Linked DNA regions of Capra hircus: region 1 is linked to region 2. Evidence: chromatin contacts called from public Hi-C data. All regions are on one chromosome and are shown on one strand. Each heading gives the region's core, a stretch centred on a gene start, on an enhancer-like site or on the middle of the called end of the contact. The rest is flanking DNA. Distances are from core to core; before and after follow the strand shown.

What was found. Hi-C and Micro-C count contacts between places; a contact is called where the count stands out from the background.
Region 1: a contact with region 2 is called in a Hi-C map of blood, with 13 times the contacts expected there. The contact joins two enhancer-like sites. A contact is called at or near these places in 3 of 5 Hi-C or Micro-C datasets (all in blood).

The regions. Positions count from the first base shown.
Region 1 is chr11:92,806,976-92,812,280 of ARS1.2, forward strand. No RefSeq gene overlaps it. Among named protein-coding and RNA genes, the nearest start is that of PTGS1, 16 kb to the right of the region's middle. Within about 2 kb of position 2,291, at least 1 of the 5 cell types and tissues checked has an H3K27ac peak or open chromatin away from gene starts, as enhancers often do.
Region 2 is chr11:92,592,479-92,597,675 of ARS1.2, forward strand. It overlaps LOC106502635, which reads left to right. Exons shown (of 7, transcript XM_013967758.2): 4 at 4,093-4,151; 5 at 4,263-4,350; 6 at 4,545-4,745. Among named protein-coding and RNA genes, the nearest start is that of TTLL11, 19 kb to the left of the region's middle. Within about 2 kb of position 2,128, at least 1 of the 5 cell types and tissues checked has an H3K27ac peak or open chromatin away from gene starts, as enhancers often do.

The sequences.
Region 1 (5,305 bases), core at 1,041-3,540, 210 kb after region 2:
ACCTATTTTATACATAGTAGTGTCTGTCTGTCACTTTCAAATACACGATATATTAATGATTCAGTGATGTGTGAGGCTCACTGCTTTCCCCCTGGCCGCACTGCTGGCTGCAGGAGACCGGGGCGTCTCTGGTTTTGCTCCCTGCTGAATCGCAGCGCCCAGCGCAGGCCGCGGGCGTTGCAGACACGCGGGCAGCTGGGTGGGGGACTGTGCGGGATTGAGAGGGTCCCTGGGTGCCCCGCGCGCCCGGGCCTCTGAGCACGCGGGGACCCGTCCCACCTGAGCCAGCCGCGGGCTCCGTGCGCCGGGAAGGGACGGACGCCCACCGGCTGCCGCCTCTGCCCCCCCCCGCGGCCCTTCCCCGGCCCCCGCCGTCTCCCGGGGCGCGACCCGCTGTACCGGCGCGGCCGGCAGGGCTCCGGCTCACTTCCCGGCGGCCGCGGGGCGGGGAGCGGGCGCGGGGCCGCGGCGGGCCGGGCGGCAGGAAACGGCGCATTGTTCGCCGGCCGCGGCCCCGGGCAGGGAGTTCCCGGCCCCGCGCGAACATAAAAGGACAAAGCAGCGCCTGCCGAGCGGCCTGCCGGCCAGCGGCCTGGGCGGCCGGAGGAAGCGCGGCCCCGCGCTCCGTTGACCCCCGGCATCCGCTCCAGGGGATGCACCCCACCCCTGCGGCCCGGCGTCCGCGGGTTCGAATCCCGGCTCGCCGCCTTCCGAGCTTGCGTTTCCTCGGGTGTGAAAGAAAATAAAGCTCCTGAAAGCCCACCTCCGTAGCAACCCAGGCGCTCCCTGCGTCCCGCCCCTCCCCTCTGTCCCCTCCAGTCTGCTAGTCCCACTGAAAACCTAGCCTTGCGCCGCAGTCCCTTGGGAACCGAAGGGAGGCGGTGAAATCCCAGCTGCAGGGCGAATGTTTTATCTACTAAAAATCGCCCACCAGTGTAGCTTGAGTGACACTCCTTTGTGCAAAAGGCGCTTCCCATGACAAACGCCCCCAAAGACCCTTTTCAGGATGGAACTTGGTCTGCAGGCTCTGTTATGGATGGGGAAACTGAGGCCTGGCGGGGTCGGGAGAAGACTAGCTCAAGATCATCACAGAAACGGTATCCAACAGCCTTTATGCAAATAAAGGGTCTTTTTTTCTGGCGCTTGGAAGGGCAGTAGTTTTTGTTGTTGTTGTCCATCTCAAAATCGATCAAACGAACAGGGTTACTGGTGTGGCTGTTTTCAAAGCACCTTTCCCACTCGTTTCTCATTTGATCTTCACATCCCCTGGGAGGTGGGCTGAAGTGAACTGCGGGGTGAAAAGGAGAAGCGTCTGGCACAGGCAGGTTGAGGAAGGCGGAGAGGGGCTTGTCCCTGGTCTGTTTTGCGTGCTCAGACCTGTCCAACTCTTTGCCACCCCATGGACTTTAGCCTGCCAGGCTCCTCTGTCCATGGGATTTCCCAAGCAAGAATACTGGAGTGGGTTCCTGGTCCCTTCTCCAGGGGATCCTCCCGACCCAGGGATTGATCCTGTGTCTCCGGTATTGCAGGCAGGTTCTTTACCATTGAGCCTTTAAGAGATATTAATCCCTGTGACTTTAGCAGCATACTCTTGGGTGGGGCTGTATTTGCAGAAGGGTTAAGATTTAATCAAGGTAGAAAAGACCCTGATGCTGGAAAAGATTGAAGGCAGAAGGAGAAGGGGCGAGAGAGGATGAGGTGGTTGGATGGCATCATTGACTCCATGGACATGAATTTGAGCAAACTCCAGGAGATGGTGAAGGACAGGGAAGCCTGGCGTGCTGCAGTCCATGGGGGTCGCAAAGAACTGGACATGACTGAGCAACTGAACAACAACAGTAAGCCCACCCCATTCTAGCCCAGCCCACCCCAGCCAACAGTGCTGAGGTTTGCCCTCCAGGCCAGGACTGTACTCTAGCCTTTGAAGGAAAAGGTGGAATCCTCACTATTTTACAGAAGGGCCCAGAGAGGTTAAGTGACTTGAACCAGGTCACGCAGCAAAATGCAGAGACCTTTCACCCAACAGCCAGAGGAGAAACCAGTCCCTGAGTGCTGGAATTTGGGGGACCTGTTATGGGGTGCCTTCACCCCCTGGGCCAGGAGATTCTGATTATGGAGAAGCCGCCCTCACTCCACTCCGCCCCCGCCCAGCCTGGGAACCCTACACCAGGGGTAATTGAGATCAGATGCGGCTGTGACCCATGGAATGCTCCCCAGGAACCTGGAAGCATTTATTGTCTGGAAGAGAATCCAGGGCCCACTGTAGGCTGCCCTCCCTCCCCACTCCCCCTCGCTGCCTCTTCCCCAGGCGGCTAAAGGTGGATAGGGGCCCTGAGGAGCCCCTGGTGCTGCCTGGGGGTTAGTGCAGCCGGCCTTGATGAATACGACTGCTGAAAGCGCCTTCCTGGCTTCCTCCTTCCTGGGGATATGGTTACAGGGGGCCAGACTTCCTGCCCAGCCCGCTCGACTTCCAAGTGTGGATCTGCAGGCTCTCTAGGCTGGCGACTCCGCAACTCCACCCCCTCCTCCCAAGCAGGCCCAGCTCATTCAGAGCTCAGCTCAAATGTCACCTCCTCAGGGAGGCCCTCCCTGACCACCCTATAAGAACTAGCCCACTTACAGACTACTCTGTCAAATTTTCTTCATATCATTTCTCTCTCTCTACTTGGTGGGTTTCTATGTTTTCTTATAATAATGTTTATTTCTTCTCCACCTCCCACCCCCCAACCCCAAATGTGATCCCTGTTGAGGCATGGGACTTTGTCTTGTTGGCTGTGGTATTCTGGGGCCAGGAACTCTGCCTGGGACATAGTAGGTGCTCAATAAATAAAAGCAATGAATTGAACCTTTCCCTTTGGCCTCTGAGCTTGGTACTCAACCTTGAATTTCTGCTCTGAGCTGGTGTGTCTGGCTTTTAATCTCACTTTTTGGGTCCAAGACTCCAGTTTCTAATGGTTTGTCAATTTTTTTGTCTTCTCAAAGAAACAGCTTTTAGTTGTACTAATCTCTACTATTGTTTCCTTCATTTCTTTTTCATGTATTTCTGCTGTGATCTTGATGATTTCTTTCCTTTTCCTAACTTTGGGGTTTTTCTGTTCTTTTTTCCAGTTGTTTTAGGTGTAAAGTTAGGTTGTCTATTCAATATTTTTCTTGTTTCTCGAGGTAGGACTGTATTGCTATAAACTTCCCTCTTAGAACTGCTTTTGCTGCGTTCCATAGGTTTTGACTGATCATGATTTCATTGTCATTTGTTTCTAGGAATGTTTTTATTTCCTTTTAAATTTCTTCAGTAGCCTGTTCGTTATTTAGAAATGTATTGTTTAATCTCCATGTGTTTGTGTTTTTTACAGTTTTTTTCCCCCCTGTAATTGACATCTAGTCTCATAGCGTTGTGGTCAGAAAAGATGCTTGATATGATTTCAGTTTTCTTATTTACTGAAACTTGATTTGTGACCCAAGATGTGGTCCATCCTAGCAAAGCTCCACTTTCTGAAGTTCATGCTCCTGCTGGCACTGATTGTCTTAGCCTCTCACCTGGGAGCTCCCAGGTGATCTCTGACCTCACATCTCTGACTCCTCTTCTTTGCCCTCCTCTCTCCAGCCTCTGTTGTATGACAATAGGTAAGTCTCTTGCCTTTTCCTGAGCCAGGAGAATTCTTCAAACAACAGCTTTCACTGGAGCTCAGAATGTGAGTCCTAACAGGGTGGAAGGTGGGAAGGGGGCCTGACCCCTGAGTGCCTGGCTTTTGCCATCTGCCCTTCTGTTGTCCCCAGCACAGCTCTGCAGTCCCCTGCACCTTTGAAGGGCTTCCTGGTGGCTCAGATGGTAAAGACTCTGCCTGCAATGTGGGAGACCCGGCTTCAATCCCTGGGACGGGAAGATCTCCTGGAGAAGGGAATGGCAACCCACTCCAGTGTTCTTGCCCGGAAAATCTCATGGACAGAGGGGCCTGATGGGCTACAGTCCATGGGGTCGCAAAGAGTTGGACACAACTGAGCGGCTCTGACTCACTCAGTCACATCTTTGAAGAATCTGTAGTTTGAAACCCTGAGATGTGATGACTCAGTCTCTTTTAGCTTCATAATTCTACAGTGCTGTTACTTAGATATATGTCTGGTCTTCAGCATTCAGAGTTATTCATTCACTCATTCATCAAACATTAATCGGCCCCAGTTGTTTGCCAGGCTTTGCTCTCCTCTCTGTCCTCCAGTGTCCTGTGTCCATCTTCTGGATCCCTTCTCTCATTCAACAAGCAGTCCAGGAGCACGTTTCATGTGCCAGGGTCATGATTCTCAGAGGATTTGGGCAGAGTGGCTACCGGCCAATACGGTACCTTTGTGTGACTTTGGAAAAGGCGCTCCCTTCTGGGAGGATGTGGCCTTGCTGGACTCCAGCTTGACAGCAGAAAGTGAAGAAAAAGGTGACTATCTCCTTGGCAGACAAGGCGCCCATGTGGGCACCGGCTGGCTGGATTTCAGACACCTTGCACCGTGCACAGACTTCATGAGCGGCCCCATGGATGTGCTTGGTTTAATGCTCTTCTGTCACCGTTGTGAAGTTTTAAACAATTTTTGAACGAGGGGCCCACTGTTTCATTTTGCACCGGCCCCTGCAAATTATGTAGCTCATCCTGATCCTTCACACAGTAGGATCCCACAGAATAGGGGGAAAAAGGCAGAGTAGTGAAAGAAAACACCAGAAGGGGAGGGAGCAAAGGACCTCAATTGCCAGGGTGAGGGGCCTGGATGGTCCTCTGTGTGATCTGGTAAGGGTCCCCAACCTCCACCCTAACGAGAGCAGGTCAGTATAAATTTCTCCTCTGTACATGGGATGGGTGAAGAGCACTTAGGATTTTGTTTAAAAAAAAAAAAAAAAGATGTCGCCTCTGCAGATATATTTGAGAGCCTCATCTATTAGGGGTAGAAAGCCAGAGAGGAGGTTAGAAGTACCTCTGCCAGCTTCTGGCTCTCTTGAAGGGTTCGGACTCTTTATAGACGAGAACCTGAGCCTCAGAGAGGAGCAGGTGTGGGTCACAGGCAGTATTAGAACCCAGGATTCCTGCTCCCTAGATCAGGGCTGTTTGACTCTGTACCTGTAAGAATTCGGGTTCATAGCGCGCTGGATGAGGCCCCAGGTCCATTTCCCCAGGTCTCCCCAGTGGGTCATCATCCCCAGCAGAGAGGTTCACCTCTTCCTCTGCTAGACAGACTTCCTGGAAGAAGACGGCCTCTGCTGCCACCTGGTGGCAACTCTGAGGTAGGGGCGGGGGCCACCTTGGCTCTGGAGCTAGCAGCAGTCCTCGTC
Region 2 (5,197 bases), core at 878-3,377:
GAAGGTAGGAAGAGAAGGGGACGACAGAGGATGAGGTGGTTGGATGCCATCACCGACTCAATGGGCATGAGTTTGAGTAAACTCCAGGTGTTGGTGATGGACAGGGAGGCCTGGCATGCTGCAGTCTATGGGGTTGCAAAGAGTCAGACACGACTGAGCGACTGAACTGAACTGAAATCAGACTAAAGCCTCTCAGCCTCAGCCTTCTTGCCGTCAGGGAATGGAGGGTGGACTCCCTACCCTTCCCCTGTGGAGTCCTGACCTGGTTAAGGACAGAGGTCACACCCTCCTGGGTAAGACCGGAGGGACTGTCTTCTGCTTAACAGGGTGTTTAGCAGCATCCCTGTAGCACCTCCTGAGATGTGACAACCACGAATGTCTCCAAACATTAACTAACGTCCCCCAAGAGTAAAAGTACCCCTGGCTGAGAATGTCTGCCCTGGACAAATCTCTCCATTTCGTTTGCCCTCTGTTTCCCGAAACATAAAAGGGGAATCAACGGTGGCCTAGGAGAAAAGCTAACTTGCATTAGTGCTCACTAAATATGTTCAGTTACTATGAGTTTTAGGTTTTAATTCATTGAATCCTCACTGTAGCCTTAAGGGTGGGCTTTATTCTCCCCACCTTCAGTTCAGTTCAGTCACTCAGTCGTGTCCGACTCTTTGCGACCCCATGAACTGCAGCATGCCAGGCCTCCCTGTTCATCACCATCTCCCGGAGTTCACTCAGACTCACGTCCATCGAGTCCATGATGCCATCCAGCCATCTCATCCTTGGTCATCCCCTTCTCCTCCTGCCCCCAATCCCTCGCAGCATCAGAGTCTTTTCCGATGAGTCAGCTCTTCTCATGAGGTGGCTAAAGTACTGGAGTTTCAGCTTTAGCATCATTCCTTCCAAAGAAATCCCAGGGCTGATCTCCTTCAGAATGGACTGGATGGATGTCCTTGCAGTCCAAGGGACCCTCAAGAGTCTTCTCCAACACCACAATTCAAAAGCATCAATTCTTCGGCACTGAGCCTTCTTCACAGTCCAACTCTCACATCCATACATGACCACAGGAAAAACCATAGCCTTGACTAGCCGGACCTTAGTCGGCAAAGTAATGTCTCTGCTTTTGAATATGCTATCTAGGTTGGCCATAACTTTTCTTCCAAGGAGTAAGCGTCTTTTAATTTCATGGTTGCAGTCACCATCTGCAGTGATTTTGGAGCCCAAAAAAATAAAGTCTGACACTGTTTCCACTGTTTCCCCATCTATTTCCCATGAAGTGATGGGACCAGATGCCATGATCTTCGTTTTCTGAATGTTGAGCTTTAAGCCAACTTTTTCACTCTCCTCTTTCACTTTCATCAAGAGGCTTTTTAGTTCCTCTTCACTTTCTACCATAAGGGTGGTGTCATCTGCATATCTGAGGTTATTGATATTTCTCCCGGCAATCTTGATTCCAGCTTATGTTTCCTCCAGTCCAGCATTTCTCATGATGTACTCTGCATATAAGTTAAATAAGCAGGATTACAATATGCAGCCTTGACGTACTCCTTTTCCTATTTGGAACCAGTCTGTTGTTCCATGTCCAGTTCTAACTGTTGCTTCCTGACCTGCATACAGATTTCTCAAGAGGCAGGTTAGGTGGTCTGGTATTCCCATCTCTTTCAGAATTTTCCACAGTTTATTGTGATCCACACATTCAAAGGCTTTGGCATAGTCAATAAAGTAGAAATAGAAATTTTTCTGGAACTCCCCACCTTACAAGAAAGGAAATAAAGGCATTCAGAGGCTGAGTAACAGCCCCCCACCCCGGGTCGTACAGCTAAGAAGTGGCAGATTTGAGCAAGGCTGCTTGACTTGCAGCCCTGGGCTCATAACCAGCAAGGCAAACTTCAGGCTGAACCAGGTAATGCGTGGAAAGTGCATTGCACTATAGCTGGAATGTCTGAGCTCTCAGTAAACGCTATCACTGGCCTGCGGTATCTCCAGTTGATTCTGAGACAGCTAAGAGTTACTGAGTCATGACTCTGCGCTGAGTTAATCGCTCTTCATCCTGTGAGGAAGAACCTTCTCTCTCCAGGTTGCTGAGGGCACGTGGGCAGGGCGTGGGCCAGGATCACACCGCCAGGTGCAGGGCAGCCCGCCTCAGCGTGGCCGGTGGCTGGACCCAGGATGCGCGGGACAGGCTCTCCCCGCCTCGGCCAGAGCCATCAGGAGGAAGGAGGGGGGCAGAGTGGCAAAGGTGCCCCCCCTCCCCTCCCTTTGTGTTAAACCAAACTTCCTAGGCTGTACAGTATTGAAAACCAGCTGTGGTTAGTTACTAACAGTTAGAAACCTTCAAAATGTTGAGATTTCACATTAAAATCTGTATTTACTGCTTTTCTCCGAAAAGATTGTAAGAGATAGTTCACCGGTACAGGTAATAAGAGCAGGCGCTGTGAAGTCAGACTCTGTGGACTCCGAGCCCACCTCCGCCACTAACTCACGGCGTGTCCTTGAATTACGTAACCTCCCTGTGCTGTGGTTTCCGCGTCTGTGTAACGGGGACGATGACAGTGCTTGCCTCGGGACTGCCACGAAGACTACACGAGAAGACGCTTGCATATCGCGTCTTTAGGGCAGCCCTAGGAATTCCCCAGGCTTCCCTGGTGGCTCAGACGGGAAAGCGTCCGCCTGCAATGTGGGAGACCTGGGTTCGATCCCTGGGTCGGGAAGATCTCCTGGAGAAGGAAATGGCAACCCACTCCAGTATTCTTGCCTGGAAAATCCCATGGATGGAGGAGTCTGGCAGGCTACAGTCCATGGGGTTGCAGAGAGTCAGACACAACTGAGTGACTAACACTTTCACTCTTTTCAGGAATTCCCTGGTGGTTCAGTGGTTAGGACTCGGTGCCTTCACTGCTGGGGCCCAGGTTCAATTCCTGGTCAGAGAACTAAGATCCCACGAGCCATGCAGTGCACCAACCCCCCTGCCTCCAAAAGAAAAGAAAAAGCTCTATATACGAAAGAAGCATTCAAGATGTTAGCTGTTATTGTTTTTATCATCGCTTGCCAGTGTTAGTATCAGGCAATGCTGACTCCACATTCTCCCTCATGCATGGCAGCAAAAAACAGCACCGCCGAATTATGCTGCCTATCAGATGGGGAGTGAGATTTTCCATTACCTGCAGCTCCCCGCACCACAAACCCCAAGCTGAGGCCCTTAAAAGGGCACTGTACAGGGGCCTGACTCTTGGTTGCCAAGTTACTCTGGATGGTCACTGTGTCTGTCTGGGCCACAGTTTCCCCTTTCATAAACAGAAGCACAGAACCTGGAAAACTGAGAGAAGCCAGACACAGAAGGCCACACAGGGAACGGTTCCCTTGGAGCATGATGTCCTGAAAAGGCAAATCCATAGAGACAGTTAGGTGAGTGACTGCCCAGGGCTGGGGGGTGGGGAGTGACTCTCAAGGGTACAGCGTTTCTTATGGGGCAGAGAAAATGTTCAGGAACCAGACGGAACCAGAAAGAATTCATATAACCCTGCAAATATACTAAAAAGCATGGGATTGTGTACTTTAAAAAGCTGAGTTTCATGGTAGGTGAATTCTATCTCAATTTCTAATGTTCCAAAAGGGGAGTGTCAAGGCTCGCCTGGTATGAGGTTTGATGGGATCAAGTGAGAAATGGGCTACAAAGCACCAGGCCCCAAATGGGTACATTCTAAGTACCCCAGCCACAGTTGGCTTGGCCCCCTTCTTGGAACTGGGGGCTGGGGGCTGGGGGCTTCTGACGACTTGCCTGGATTTTTCTTCCCTCCTAGAATTCTGTATGGTCAAGATCTGGCTGGAGTCTTTTTACCTTTAGAGGCCAAGGCCACAGCCAATCTTGGCTCTGGTCAAGGACTGTGAGCAGGGCAGGGCTGGCCAGCTTCCCTGCAAGTCACAGCTGCCCTCATGTCCCAAGGAGCCCCCATTCCCATGGAGAACTCAGGTAGCCCCTAATGATCCTGCCCTCTCTGCACTGAGCCTGGGTCTGTTCATTTCCTGCATGGGAGGCTGGGACCTCACAACTCTTACCCAGGGCATGGCCTGGCCCTTCTCATATCTCCCATCTCTCTGCAGAGGCCAGACCTGCCAGAGGATGAGGGCTCAGCTCTATGGCTGCGTGATCCCACCCACAGGTCTGGAGACCCCTCAGCTCAGCCTTAGCCCCTGACCTGCCTGGGCTCAGCTCCCGCCTGGCCTGGTGGCTGCCAGGTGTAGCTCATGCTTTGCATCTCCCCATTCTCCAGAATCTTCTGTGTGTGCCACGACACCCTGGACCTGGAGATGTTTGACTCCCTCAAGACACCCTCCAGCATCATGTCTTCCAAGAAAAAGGTGAAGCTCCCTCCCCCAGGCCTATACAGACCTACCGATGTCCACACTTTCGTGTTCGCTGATCTAGGCCTGTGTGTGTGTGTGTGTGTGTGTGTGTGTGTGTGTGTCTGCACTCCTGTAGCCCCGCTGTTTACACTTGCCTCAGCCTGAAGGGGCTGTGCTCCTAATGCCTGCCCCCACATTGGTGTACACAGTCTGTTTCGCCTGCACGGAGCCTGCCAGCCCTCACCAGAACCCACTGCACGTGGCACACCAGACCAGCGACACGCCATGGATGTTCAAACACACACAACTCCAGCATCACCGTGACTAGCAAGACCAGCAGTGCTCCCAGGCTCCAGGGGGCCCCAGATCCTGGAGGGCCCAGACAAGCTGTTGGCTTCAACTGCTTCAAGGTACTCAAGGCAGGTGTGCAGGTGCAGCTGGGAGGCTGCCCACAGGTGGGTGGAGTCTAGGTATAAGGATTAGGAGGTGCTTCCGGTGTGAAGAGCGTGGAGTTCACAACCCTCCTCCCACCTGAGCCTCTCCCAGCACCTGCGTCTCTCCTCTCTATGGAGCACCTGCCATGGCTCCAGACCCTCAGTCTCGCCCCAACAGCAGCAGATACAGAAGGCTGACGCATGCGGGACAGTGGCTAGTGGGCAGATGAGCAGGGTGGGTGGGTACCATCCTAGTGATTCAGGCCTGACTGGCCGTGGCCCCTGAGGTCAGCTCCTTGAGGCCCAGCTAAGCACTGACGTAGTGGCCGGCTCATGCATTGAGACAGGAAGCCCAGGCTCCTGCCTACTTGCACGCTTGTGGCTTGTCATTCTGCATCCATGCTCACATTCCAATAATGCCCAACTGC